2 separate regions of the Zea mays genome follow, and region 2 is linked to region 1. The links are chromatin contacts, called in public Hi-C maps. All regions are on one chromosome and are shown on one strand. Each heading gives the region's core, a stretch centred on a gene start, on an enhancer-like site or on the middle of the called end of the contact. The rest is flanking DNA. Distances are from core to core; before and after follow the strand shown. Region 1 holds the start of LOC100194269. Region 2 holds the start of LOC103645542 (inositol hexakisphosphate and diphosphoinositol-pentakisphosphate kinase VIP2).

Evidence for each region. A called contact is a pair of places that touch in the nucleus more often than the background predicts.
Region 2: a contact with region 1 is called in a Hi-C map of tassel, with 2.8 times the contacts expected there. The contact joins the promoter of LOC103645542 here to the promoter of LOC100194269 in region 1. A contact is called at or near these places in 2 of 25 Hi-C or Micro-C datasets (ear and tassel).

Annotation. Positions count from the first base shown.
Region 1 is chr1:268,423,237-268,430,502 of Zm-B73-REFERENCE-NAM-5.0, forward strand. It overlaps LOC100194269, which reads right to left and starts at 3,494. Exons shown (of 3, transcript NM_001139308.2): 1 at 2,841-3,494; 2 at 1,749-1,801; 3 at 335-930. The coding sequence starts at 3,414. The coding sequence ends at 685.
Region 2 is chr1:268,770,404-268,777,669 of Zm-B73-REFERENCE-NAM-5.0, forward strand. It overlaps LOC103645542 (inositol hexakisphosphate and diphosphoinositol-pentakisphosphate kinase VIP2), which reads left to right and starts at 3,221. Exons shown (of 30, transcript XM_020546872.2): 1 at 3,221-3,654; 2 at 3,949-4,008; 3 at 6,039-6,085; 4 at 6,248-6,331. The coding sequence starts at 3,586. It overlaps LOC103643827 (a long non-coding RNA gene), which reads left to right. Exons shown (of 4, transcript XR_002266510.1): 4 at 1-1,662.

The sequences.
Region 1 (7,266 bases), core at 2,244-4,743:
CCAGTCAACAACGATTTACAGCCCAGCAAACCTCCAAACTATTTATAGCCGTGCAAGCCTCCAACCAACTGACAGAGACAAATTTCGCATTCTCTGGGCCACTGGGTCGACTGAGGCGGTAAACTAGAACTACGTATACCAGACTTGCATCCCTTCAGCGGTTCAGCCATGGTTATGGAATAGGTTACACACTTGTTAAACTTGGCAAATTGATATCACACAGTTGCACCACAGCTACAGCATGGCTTCATCGCAGCACCTGCAAGGCTGCAACTTCAGGGTGAAAAAGAATTGTAAGGTTTGGATTGCAACTGCAATCACAAGGTTTGGGTTTGGGGGCAAACAGAAAACGTACAATTCCATAGAACGAAAATTACTACATGTTTGATGCCAATTTGTTTGAATGTACACGCCACGGAGGAAACGTGGCACAAGACATCTCCCCGTATATCACACAAAAAATATACAAACATGCAGGCCAGTGGGTCAGAGGATGCCAAATGCAACGATTTGGGAGCAAACGTACAATTTACAATGGTTGCCACCACCAAATGCGTCCATCTCCAGCCTTCTGAAGCCCTAACGTGGTTAAGTATTACTGCATGCTGTTTCAGGTAACAGCATACTTGTGCTTCTTATGCATATCAAAAAACGGTCGGCCAGATATTTTTCATAAATCAGCCACTAAATAGCCCCGCTTAGTTTCCTGAGCTTCAGAGGGAGGAAATCGTTCGAGTCAGCGTTCCTCTTCGTGCCGAAATTGGCAGGAGCGGCACCCAAAGGTGTGACCGACGAAGTTGCAGTATTTCTTCGGAACCTCCCCATGTTCCAGTATGAGAAAGGTTCATCACGTTGGCTGCTAGAGCTAGGATCATGCCTTGCGAGATTTGGTTGTGCTGGTATTGCGCCATGCTGTCTGTCACGCAGATCCTGCAAGGAATGGCAGGCCAGTGTTTAGTGAAGAAATGCTGCCATGTTAACGGTTAGTTCATGGCAGCCAGGTTTCTCTATCAGCTAGTCATTCTCAGCAGTACAATGTGGGTGTTTTCATACCAAAATACCCTTCCACCCAAACAGGCCAGTTATACAAATATACAAGATGTATTATTATGATAAATTTCTATATCCATTTTTATGTAGCTAATCATGAAGCGATCAAGGTGTTTTGTTTGAGAAAACATCTCATCTAGATTGGTATGAGGTGTTCATCATTATATCACATGGGCTTTAGTGGAAGCTCATGTGATTGCAAGGATGAGGTGAATGATCATAGATAACCATTCCAATCCCCATAGCAAACAAAAATGTGAGGAGTGAGAAGATGATGGATGCCCCATTCCTCAAACTAAATACACCATATGTGATTCAGCAAAGAGGAATTGGTAACCAGATCGTGCAACAACAATTAAGTCTCTACAGTCACTGGTGGCTAGCGCTTCTTATAACATATCTAGGAAAACCAATGCCTAGAAAGTACATTAAGATATTTTATTTTATTTGCTTTAAGTTATGGACTGTCAAAATTAGTTGTTTTACTACGGAAAATTATGTTTCGACCAAGATCTTTCTCATATTTTTGTTAAATTGATTAAGCAGGTTCTACAGTATTCAGGCTCCAAATGACATTGGGGATTATTTATTTTGTTGTTATGAGATGTGAAGTACCCCCTAATAACCTGCAATGAATGAAGCATCACCCATAAAAATAAATGTTGTGACGTAATAAGAAATGAAGTTGAAACCCTTACATTAAGGGTTCTTGTGGGAACCATGTCCAAAGCATGGCCAGGATATGCAGCACCTACACAAACAGAAATTTTGTCACCACAAGATTTATTAGATTCAGTGAGATATTAAGACTTCCTGCGTCTGAGCCTCTGAGGTCTCTGATGCTCAACTGGATAACAACAGTGAAAAATGATGTGCAAATTAATTTTGTTGCAGGTTACCATATCTATGTTGTCACTAGACAGTTGCCCGTGCTTTGCTACGGTTGTTATATATCATATAAATAGGTATTGAGATATTTATTTAAATATAATTATCGTTTATTTTTAAACACTAAGTTACATGTGGTCTGGTGGTTAGCCCCAAATTTCTAAAGAAGGGGGCGTGGGTTCGAGTACTCGCTCTGCACTATTTTTTGCGTGGTGTGGTAGCTGCGTGGGCGGGGTCGGGTGCTAGGCAGGAGCAGTAGCTGGCTACGCGGGCGCGAGGGTCCATAGGGCAGTAGCTGAGAGAGCGTTGCGTGGGCGCTGGGCATGGGGCCTATAGGGCACGGCGCCGAGGCGGGACGCGTGGGGTGGGCCCAGAGTATCAGTGTGGAGGGTGAAGTCGTGGTAGCACCAAGCGCCCACATTAGGTTCTTAACAGAGTTGTATAGATGTATCCGTACCTCTCTATTTCTCTATATAAGCATGTATCTAGAGAAAAGTGCAAGAATTCTCAAGAATTATTGGAAAGTAAAGAAATGGATACATGTAGTTCACATAGTATTCCCAGTAGTCACTAACTCCGCTACATTAACTATGAAGATAAAAAGGAAATAGTCGTATTGTGACAAGAAAACATGTCACCATAGCACTGTCAAGGATCCAATTCTTGAAAGTTATTATGCACTTGATCAATTCAGAGGTTGCATGGTGGTGTGGAAACCAGAGCCATTGATTATTTGAAGTAGAAGACTAAAAACAGTACGAATGAAGGAGGTGGCTGAAACTGAAAGTTTGCCAAAACGATATGCAAATTTACTTTAACAGAAGAATTTGCAGTTTTTTAATAGGTTTGAAGTTGCATAGTTGTACGCATCAAGGACAGAACCGAAATCAATTACTAGATACCTGCAACTCTGGACGACAGCCAGCCGTCACAGGGGTCGCCGCCGCCGACCATCTGTCGTGACAGTCCAGGAAACCCACCACTGCCGCTGTGGCTTCCGAGCCCGATCAACGGCCTCAAAGGCATGGCCTCCTCAAAATCCACGACTGACGGCAGCGGCGCTGGGAGACGGAAGAACGGCGACAGCATCGTTTGGTCGCCGCCGACGGCACTACCGCCAGGAGCCACCCCAACGGAAGCGGCGGCGGCGGCGTCCCATGCGCCGGCCGGCGCCCCCAGCAACGGGCGCGGGCTCCAGCGGAAGGGGCCGAACCCGGTGCCGCGCAGCGTGAGCGGCGGCGGCGGAGGCGTCGTGTGGGACTCGTCGGTGGAGATGGCATCCTGATGTGCAGGCGGCGGCGCGCGGATGTGCAGGGGTGGGGGCCGCGGCGGCGGCGGCGGGTTGGGGGAGAGGTGGAGGCGGCGGATCCAGACGGAGGCGAGCGGGTCGGGCGCAGGCGTAAGGCGCTGCTGGTGAGGGGGCAGCGCGGAGCTGCGGCTTCCTACGGAGCTGCGGGACGCGGGGTGCTCCGACATGGCTTCGCGGTGGGGAAAGTGGAGGAGGGGATTAGGTCGGTGGGCGGTGAGGGAGAAGTATACTGGGATTGCTCACTGCTTCTAGCGGCTGCAATGTGTGAACGAAGAAAAGCGAATATTATAATACTTTTTAGGTTTTAAAATAAATACATATCTTGCTTTACGACAAGTCAATTTAAAATATAAAGTGTAATATCGATGTTTATATTTTCAAATAAACATGTTATAAAAATATATTATGTACTCAACCTAGCATATTTATTATATATTATAAAATTAATATGTTTTTGTATATATTTGTTTAAAGTTTAGAGGTTTTATTTTTCGAGATGCAGAGCTAGGGCAGTAGTACTGGTGCTTCGTTATGCACCGCAGTCATAAAAGTTGTAGTAGTGCCTTCGTTTATTTTAGTCTGCGGCTTATAAAAGTCCTTTGTATGGATAGCTAGAGCAAATTTAAGGTGGTGATTGTGCATAAGAATTTGTGTATATATTATAAAAATTAAATTAAAGTTATAGACTTTGAATTTTTTTAGGTGTATTAGCACCATTAAAAAAACTAGCTTCGTCCCTAGAACGGATGACTCCGTTCCAATTTCACATAATGTAAAGATCTTTGTTTCATGTTTGTAAGATAAAATGGCTTTGTTATGTTCCGCAAGCAAAAAAGTTCCATATATTTTTAAAGCGGTGGAATTCGACATATTAGGAGAATATTCTTTTTTTTGGAGTTGTTCTTTTTGAAACTTTCTTTAACCAAACAATATTAAAGGTAGAACAAAGTCGTTCCTATCCACTTCGTTTCTGCCGTTTTCTTGAAAAAAATACAATTAACCCCTAGAGTAAGTATTCTAGATTTTTTACCCTTTTCTCGGCGCCGTAAGTTGCGCGACCGATGTAACACTGCTCACTGCCACAACCTATGGCGGCGAGGTGCTGGCTGCATTGGTGGTGTGGGCCGAGCTGGCGGCTGATGTGGCTAGGAATGACACTGGGTAATGTATTCAATGGACACGCAAAGTGTCGGGGACCATAATTAGGGGTACCCTCAAGGCTCCTAATTCTCAGCTGGTAACCCCCATCAGCACAAAGCTGCAAAGGCATGATGGGTGCGACTAAGTCAAGGATCAGTCTATTCGAGGGACTCGATCACGCCTCGCCCGAGCCCAGCCTCGGGCAAGGGCAGCCGACCCTGGAGGATCTACGTCTCGCCCGAGGCCCCCCTCCAGCGACGAACATACTTCCGGCTCGCCCGAGGCCCAGTCTTCGCCAAGAAGCAACCCTGGCCAAATCGCCACACCAACCGACCAAATCGCAGGGGCATTTTAATGCAAAGGTGACCTGACACCTTTATCCTGACGCACGTCCTCCAGTCGACAGAGCCGAAGTGACCGCAGTCACTTCGCCGCTCCACTGACCGGCCTGACAAAAGGACAGCGCCGCCTGCGCCACTTCGACTGCTATGCCACTCGACAGAGTGAGGCTGACAGGCAGCCAGGCCCGGCCTCAGGCACCATAGGAAACTCCGCTCCGCCCGACCCAGGGCTCGGACTCGGGCTCAGCCCCGGAAGACGGCGAACTCCGCTCCGCCCGACCCAGGGCTCGGACTCGGGCTCAGCCCCGGAAGACGGCGAACTCCGCTCCGCCCGACCCAGGGCTCGGACTCGGGCTCAGCCCCGGAAGACGACGAACTCCGTTCCGCCCGACCCCAGGGCTCGGACTCAGCCCTGGCCTCAGCCGAAGGTCTCCGCCTCGCCCGACCCAGGGGCTCGGACTCGACCTCTGTCGGTGTTTTGGGTCCGACCGCACACCCGGGGTTGCCCCTCAAGGTGTTTTTAGGAGTAGGACGGTGTCAACGACTGTAGCAAAATGGTTCGTGCCGACCGCACGAGGGACAATGGACAAGATTTGCAGGTTCGGGCCGCTTAGAAGTGCGTAACACCCTACGTCCTGGTGAGTATATGAGCGAGGTTACAAGAGGATTCTCTGGATAGAGGGCGCAGAGAGTTTTTGTGGGTGGCTAAGTAGAAAAGGGTCGATCGATCTGAAGGGGTGCCCCCTAGGCCTTATATACTCGGCCGTGGAGCAGTACATGTGATATGATAACAACAAGTAGCTAAAAGATAGTGAACCTCTTGAGTTTATCCCTACGTAACCTTCGCCGACTTATCCTCGCATGGCTCTGTTGCATGGGGGCTTCAGCGCGGGAAAGTCGGGTCTCTGTTGTGATTCATTCGTTCGACGTTGTGGGCCGCCTGTGTTTGCACTGATCAGTCTCACGTCTTCTTTGTTGGTTGTCTTTCCCTAGGCCCACGAAAGAATGACCTTACGAATTATTGGGCCCTTGGGCCTTTCGTGAGGCCTTTTACTTCTTTAGTGGACCCAGGGGATATCTATCCCCCACAAGCCCCCGATCTTTAGGTTGATTTAGAGGTAATCAACTCAAAGATCCAAGGTCCAAAAAATGACTTCCTGCTGTCTTCTCTGGCTCTGATCACTCGTCCGACCAAAGTTTGGTTTTGTGCTTGTGCCTTAGAGGTCAGCATTTTGGATTGTAAGACTCCGGACTTCATTGGGTGCACCGGAGGTGCACCCAATGGGTGTAGCCCCCGACCTTTGAGTAGATTTTAGAAGATAATCTACTCGAAGGTCTTCTCCCAAAGGTTATCTCCATTCGCGCTCCTGCATCTCGGTTGAGGATTAGTCTTTTCAATCTTGCTCTACGCCTTAGAAGTCGGCGCTATACCGGTTTAGAATAATATTCCATGGGGTGCACCGGAGGTGCACCCAATGGGTGTAGCCCCCGACCTTCAAATGGATTTTTAAGGATAATCCATTCGAAGGTCTTCCTTTCACTTGTGGAAACTGGCATGAGGCTATTTTGCATTATGCTTTGGAGGTCAGCATTATGTCATCAATATTTTGCTGCCAAGGTCAGCGTATATTTTGTCTTTAGCAGCCGAGTTTGCAATCCATCCATATCTTGCTAGGTAGTGCAATTTATTTGCTTCTGCGATTGATTGGACGTTTGACGGACGTTCTCTGTCTAGTCTTCACGTCGCTTCTGTCGGCCATATCTTGTACTTTGCTGGTTATATTTGGCTTTCCTCTGATCTTTACTGATATCTCATTTTTGTCTTGAGGTATTCACTGCATGCCCTGCACGAATGTGACCGTTTGAAAAATATACTGATAATTCCTGGGCGTCCCCCCCCCAATGGGTGTGGGCAAGGGACGGCTTGGTACGCTGAGTGTTTTAGCCGGTTGCCTCTGAGTAGTAATGCGATGGGACGGCTAGTGTAATCATATCCTTTGCGCTATTGACTGGAGTCCCAATGGGTGTAGTGTTGCATGAAACGGCGTCCGCCGTCTGACGTGTCTTCGGGTGGGTGGAAGTGCTTATTGAATGCCTTGCGACTGTTCAGTGACCGCGGTTAGAAGTGAGCGGTTGCCTTTCCCTTCTATAAATAACCCCTTTGCTTCTCTGGTTTCTTCACATCTCTTCGCTGCTCCTTACTGCCTTCTTTTCCTTCCCTCTGTCTACTTCCGCCATGGGCAAGAACAACAAGCGCAAGCGCGAGCCGACTCCTCCATCGGAGGATTTCGGTGACTCGGAATACTCGGAGGAGGAGTTCTCCTCCGAGTCCGAGGGGTCTCCGGCTCCCGTCTCTCCCCCGGCGTCGTCCGATGACTCGGACGACTCCCAGGGGATAGCCGCGGAGGTCTGGACGTACATCCGGGCCGTCGAGCGCTCCGGGCTCGAAGGCTCGGATGAGTCGGAGTACTCCTCGGATGAGGAGGACTCGGACGGCGGCGACGAGGGTGAAGACGACGACGACGACGACGACGACGG
Region 2 (7,266 bases), core at 1,971-4,470, 350 kb after region 1:
ACTGGAACTTCCCTTAAACATCCAACTGGAGCAAAGCGTCCTGAATATAGAGTATGCTTCAGACAAAATGGGCCAATATCATTCCAGACAAGATATGAAAAATAAATAAATTATTTTTCAGCAGATTAAGTACCAAGAAAAATACATGAATTCAAAAATAAAACCTGCTGGCAAATACGAAATCCCTGAATTAGAGTTGGTGAATCCAATCACCTTCCCTGGTTCAAGTAAATTGCAGTAGCTGGCCACGGGAATAAAATTAAGATGACCTTCTACTCTTTCAAAGGATGAAAGGGATGTGAAATCAAGATGTTCCTCTTCATCACGTAGTGGGTATCCAACTAAATTAGCATCCTTGGTATTCATTTGCTTATCATCATGACCTTGACTATTTTGTGCCTCTTCCTTTTGCCCTGAAAGGGATAAAAACTGATATGGTAGCCCAGCTACCCTGCCTGTTCTGTTAGATAAATACTTGGAGTTATCTTGCCCTTGTGACCCAGAATGTGGCATCATTAAATTACAGGGTTGCTGCCATACTGTACTATTTAACAGTGAAACGTGGATTGAGAACTGTGTGCAGAAAAAATTGAACAATGAATTATTTGCCCTATTAATCTTTTGGGGCATACTTAAAATGATAATACTATGCGAATATATATGATATCTATCTTTTGGTCAATAAATATGCTGCTTAGCATATGTTTTCAAGTGCAGTAGCAGATCCAGAAATCATTAAATTACAGCTTGAATTTCTTTGATATGAAAAAATTCACCTCGAATACAAATGTCCACAGGATACAGGAAGCTCCTTACAATACTACTAACCTCATTTCTGTACATGATCCCCAGACCTCAGTTTTTTTTTCCATCACAACTGTTCTGGGAGATAGGTGCATCCACATCCTGGACTGGCTGGATCCATCCTCCAGGAAATCCTGCTATGTGTTGAAGACCGAATTTTTTGTAAACTACTACTACTACTACCGTTTGGCACTGCAGACCCTTTTGTTATTTGTGGTCACGGATGAAAGTTGAGATCCCTGGAGCAAGGTCTCATGTGGAGATCCCCCTTATTCATCAGTTATTCTGTGAACTCATGCATGGCAGAACGCCATGCTGATTTTGTGACATGAACATAATGGTTACGGACGAAATAAGCACTATGGTATGGTTGACGCAAGAGCTACATTCGCTTTATGTGACTTTGCCTGTTTGTCTGAACTTGCATTGTTGTCGTTGATTTCGGCCTGTTTATCGAGGCAGTCTTGTTACTTTTTGACAGACCCTAATGTTTTTGGTTTGTTTGTTGACAGATTCCAAAAACTAGATTACCGAAACAATATGAGTGGATGAATATGCAGGAGAGTCAGAGCTTCTACTATGGCTTCTGCTAAGGCTGGAGCTTTTACGTACAGGGGAGCCACTACTTATATTGAAGATAGGGGTAAAAATGTATTATGAAATGAGGACTTGTTGCAGGAGCAATAGAAGCTCGAGCCATTCGTGCAGGTGCCTCCAATCTGCAGCAGGCTGTGGAATCAAGGTGAGATAATTTTCAGCTTTATTTGTAATAGTCTTGCTCAGATTCGGTAGTTCATATGCTTCGTTCCTCTATGAGTTGTCTTTATGATAAATATAAAAGAGCAGCCTTTTCATCTATTTGTTCATAAAAGGCACATTGGTTTAACATGGTAGTGTGAAGGTTTTGCTGCTAGCAATTGTTTTTAGTCCTGGTTGTAACTGCATTAGTTTAAGTCTATTGTCAATGATTCCTGTAACTATAAGGGTACGCTTCATGGGCCCGCGTTGTATCCCGTTTTGGAACTTTATCGTTCTTATTATTAAATTCAAAGGTGTATACAATCAAAGAAATGTCTGTGGTCATGGGTTTTAAGTCCCCAGTCTCCTTAGAATCTAAGACAACAGAGATGCATTTGTTTAGTGGATGATATCAAAGCATGGGCATTTGACCACAGAGAAATACACTATAGATATGCATTTACTTTCTTCCCAGCGAGCAGATGTAGAATGAGCATGGCATTGTACCAGAGATGAGTCATTACGAATTTACTGTCTTTTTAAGAGTCAAACAGTTGGGCGCCACTATTTCCAGTTCATAAAATAAAAAGGATGTCATCTTGTCCTGTTCAGTGTATCTGTGAATTCACATCTCCTTCATGCTTCAAATGCTGGTTTTGTAGACAAAGGGAAGAGGTACTATGAGCATATGTAGAATGAGCATGGCATTGTACCAAAGATGAGTCATTACGAATTTACTGTCTTTTTAAGAGTCAAACAGTTGGGCGCCACTATTTCCAGTTCATAAAATAAAAAGGATGTCATCTTGTCCTGTTCAGTGTATCTGTGAATTCGCATCTCCTTCATGCTTCAAATGTCTATCTATTTGTTCGCCTGTTAATTCGAGATGGATTTGAGATTGTGAGTGTATATTCATATGCTATTTTGTGAGGGATGCACACTCTAAACAATACTAACAACCTGGAATTCGATATTACCACCATGATGTCATATTTGGTACCCATCTATAGACTTTGTTTGCATTGGTAGAACAAAGAAGGTAGCGATAATTACATCCGAAAGCCTATTTCTGTGATTGTGTGCCGTCGCAACGCACGGGCACCTAACTAGTGAAAGCATGAAAAATATAGATGAAGTGTTTAACATATAGCCTATGCTAACACTATGATCTCTAGAAGGGTTAATGACGGCGGCGATGCAGGAGGACAGGTTGAAAGCGGCGAGGATGCAAGGGAGGGGAGAGAGAGAGGCTGGTGGTGGCGGGGTCATGGGGAAGAGATGAGAAATGATCTAACTACCGCCATTTTAAAATAGTTAACGTTGTGCAGTTCATTTTTAACTAAAAAGCCTCAATTAAAGAAAAATGGAGAGAGTATTGTTTATTGAAATTGAGGAGCAAGGGAGATGAGATTATCTAACATTTTTTGAACCTTTAATTTTATTAATATGTTAAATTATTGTGTAATTTATTTGGTGGATTTAATGGATGGGTAAGTTTTGTAAAATTTAAAGTGACGAATTATTTAGAGGGTTTTGGTTTCTGTATTTAGTAATCTATTGATGAAAATAAAATAAAATAGATGACAAAAATTAGTCCTTAGAAATTCATTTGATAAAACTGATGCTGTTATCGGGAACGCGTGCTATTTCCTGATCTCAAACTTGATGTTTCGTGGATTCTTCCAACTGCAACCCCGGTCGGCACATACAGCCCCAGCGCCCAGCCCACACTGGAGCCGATAAGAACCGCTCCACATCTGCCGTCGCGCCGCTCGAAGCCGCTCGGCGCCCGCCCATCGCATCGCACTCGCACGAGACGAGACCGCCAATCCCGTACCCTGACCCGAACGCCGCCGCAGCTAAGAGGAGAGGGAGAGTTGTGTGCAACACGCACGCCTCTCGCCGCCTCCCCTTCCCGAACTCCCCCGACCAAACGCCTCTTATCCTCCCGGCATCAAAATCGTGGGAAATCTCGTCGGATTCGCGTGCGCGGGCTGTGGGACAGATCGGGGGCGGAGGAGGCCAGGACAGGGGCGGGCCGCAATGGTGGTGATGGAGGGTAATGGCGGCGCCGGTAGGATCACCATTGGCGTCTGTGTCATGGAGAAGAAGGTCGGGATCTTGACTCTCTGGTTTCTTGAGTTTTTTTTTCTCTCGTTTTCTTCTCCTTGGTGGTTCACGGATTCTCGCGAACACATGGATGCTAGATGCTGTCTTGTCTTCCTGATTATTGATCCATTCGCGTTCTTGCTCTTCCAGCGCGTGCGTCTCGATTTCCAGCGCGTACGTCTCGATTGGCCGGCTCTTGCTCCTGGATTTCTCAAAGAATGCGGGATGCGGGAGCTTCGTTATTGCCTCCGGAACATGTCCTCGTCTGATCAAGTTCTCAATTCTTCTTTTCTTCAGGCGTTCTCTTCTCCAATGGAGCAGATTCTCGAGCGGCTCCGCGCGTTTGGAGAATTCGAGGTGTGCAAGAGTCTTCCTTTTGCCCCGTCCACCTTGCATTTCCCTTTCCTTGTTACATTAATTTGCAAAAAAAGGTGGGAAACCCGCGCGAGATTGAAGTTTGCATGTGGCATGAGTAGATGGGTGGATGTCGTCGAGTTGAACGTGATCTTACGTTCCTTCTGAATTTTTTCTAATGCGAGACACCCGTGAATCTTCCTGGATACCAATTTATTCTGCATCTTTTCGGATACTGTGTGGTCCCTATCAAAATGGTCGCTTTTCTCGGTTGCACCCAGTATTCCTGGATATGGCATATATATCCCTGATTATGTACTTCCTTTTGGAGGATTAAATGGTTGCTAACTTGATTCTTGCCTTCTTGGTATATTTTTTGGAGGACTAGTATGTTCTGTTAACTTGCTTTACTGATAGTTTAAGCACCGCCATGAATTAAATTAGAAGTTTTGCACTTGAGTGGTCGACATTCTCATTCTCATGATATTATATGCCCAACGTTGACTCGTTGTACCGTAAGCTGTGCATGTGGACCAGTATTGTTCATAGGATGTGTAGAGCGTGATAAGATTTTCAACCTTTCGAAAAGGATTACACATTAGATTTGGTCTACTGCATATGCATATACTATTAAGAGCCTGTTTGGTAAAGCTCCACCGCTGAAAAGTGATTCTTGATCTGGTATTCACCGAGCAGCTCTACGGTGGATTTGACATCCACCCTAATCTATCAGAGAATTGTTTGGCTAATGCAGCAGCTCCAGATTTACACAAAAGCAATTTAGTGGGAATTACCTATTTTGTCCTTAAAATAGGCTCCACGTGTCAGTGTCTCATGTGCTTTCTTCCTCCTCCGATCGAAAAGTAGAGAACACGTGTGGCTGGGCGCAACCACGACACGTGGCCATGATGCGCAGGATACAGCCACAACGCGACCATGGCCGGTGAGGCGGACGAATGGGGCGGGTCAATGGGTGGGCGCGAGCGGGGCTAGCGTGGGGCGTGGCCTGGGTAGGAGTGGGCTGGGGCAGGTGCAGCCGATGGGGCCGGGGCACAACCAAAACACGTGGCCAGACGATGCCGGGGGCAGCCACGGCGTGGCCATGGCTGGCGAGGTGGCCGACCAGGGTGGGCCCGGTGTGGGGGCGCGACTGAGGCAGAAGCGGGCTGGGGCGGGCACAAAGGAAGAAGAAAAGGCGATGGAGGAAGAAGTAAAAACGAAACGAACTGGTACACGTGTAATAGGTGTGAAGGTAAATTTTTCCAACTCCGCCAAACTTGAGTTGGTGGAGCACCCCTTGAGGAGCTCCACCAAAATGATGAATCTGGTCTCGAGATCCACAGGTTTGGTCTCGAGATCCACCATTTTGGTGAATTTGGATTTGGTGGTTTTACAACGTTCGAGATTTTTTGTCAAAGTATAGCTGTTTTTGGTGAATTTGGAGCTGGTGGAGCTCTACCGAACAGGTTCTAAATCTCTTAGGTGCTAATTCCTCTGACTTCCAGGGGTGACCACTGGTCACCTGGTGTTCCCCATTCATCAACGACTGTCTTGTATGAAAAATATGCCGACTTCGTTTGATTTTGGTATCCAATCTTTGACACATGGTTCATTTCTTCATTCATGGATTGTTATACTACCTATGTATATCTCAGTGCTTGGGAAGGTTTACATCATCATTACTGCTACTGTCGATTCATACTTCTGCTTAGGTGCTCCAGGTCTTCACACCGTAGGTTTTATGTGTATACTTTAATCTTAATTGTCTCTGGCCACTATATATTTTATATCTAATGATTCAAAATTCTCTTCTCTCTTCTTGCTTTGTTCATATTTCCATAATCGAACTTGTAGTCTATGATGTATTATCTAAGCTTGACTAACTTTGACTATATATTTTTCTGTCTATAATAATTCCAAATACGTTCAATGATCTTCATTTTATTATTTGAATGATGTTGAACTTCCTGTTGGGGGGTATAGAGAAACATTCAGACCAGCTGTCATTCTTCATTATTTAACTTATTTTGCAGATTATAATATTTGGAGATAAAGTTATTCTCGACGATCCTATTGAGATGTATGTAATGAGAACTCAGGTTATTGATAACAATCATAATTCTTTTGTGCATAGGTTTATCTACATTCTTTGTGCAACAGTCTTGACCTAAGGCTATGCATGTACTGTTGTCTTACTGAGTTTAGGAATTGGGAATAGCATCTTACACCATTTTGCTTTCAGTTGGCCAAACTGTGATTGCTTGATTGCCTTCTATTCCTCTGGTTTTCCTCTGCAAAAGGTTCAAGCATATGCTGCTTTGAGAAGGTATATTTTTTATTCTCTATTTCTTTATATATCTCTTTCAAATGGTAACTATTCTTGTAAGCACGTCTCCATTTTCTTAATAATGTCTTAATGCTGAGGGAGAGGGATGTAGGGGCATCAACATTTATTTGTTTGCTTTGCAAGTTTCTAACAACCTCATCCTTCGAGTGGCTTATTTGTATTCAGTCTGCTTATCTGTTTTCATATAAGAAGCTTAATAAAGGAATAAAAGAAAGAGACTCATGTTGCTTAGTGTTGGGGCACAATTTGTAGTAGCTTTTTCCTTAGGAATGCAACCACCTCTGGGAAAGCAGTACTATTTAGGAGGGCAACTATTAATATTTGGGGAGACAACTTATGCGCCTTTATGGGCACAATAGTTACCAGTTTAGAAACGCAACTGTTAGTTGAGTGGATACTTTATGTTTGGGCTAGTAACCCTACAACTTTTGCCAATTGGCTGCGTCCCTCACCAAGTGATAATTGCTTCTCAACACCTCATTGTTCCCCTAACCAGCAATGCAACTGACTATTGCCGATTCTCTAGTTGCAGAGATAATGACTAACGACTAAGGTGATCAAGTTTGTTACCTTGCCAATTTGTCATTGTATGATTAAAGATGGTTCTCAGTTTGTCACACTAAACACCCCCGGATGGTGCAATTGAACTGAGTCAATGCCCATGCGAAGAAGTGAGATTGGGTGGTGAACGTGTCAGACTTACGAGGGGGTGGGTGGGTGGGGAGGTCCACAGGTAGTGAGAGAAGCCATCCAGGATGGCCAGATAGTACTGGTAACCGAAAATGCTCGGTGCCAGGGATGTCCAAAGGTCATAGTGGACGATATCAAAGGGGCGAGCAGTTCTGGACATGGAAGAGGGGAAGGGTAAGCGAGTATGGTTGACAAGCATGGCAAGGCGACACAGCATCCGCGGG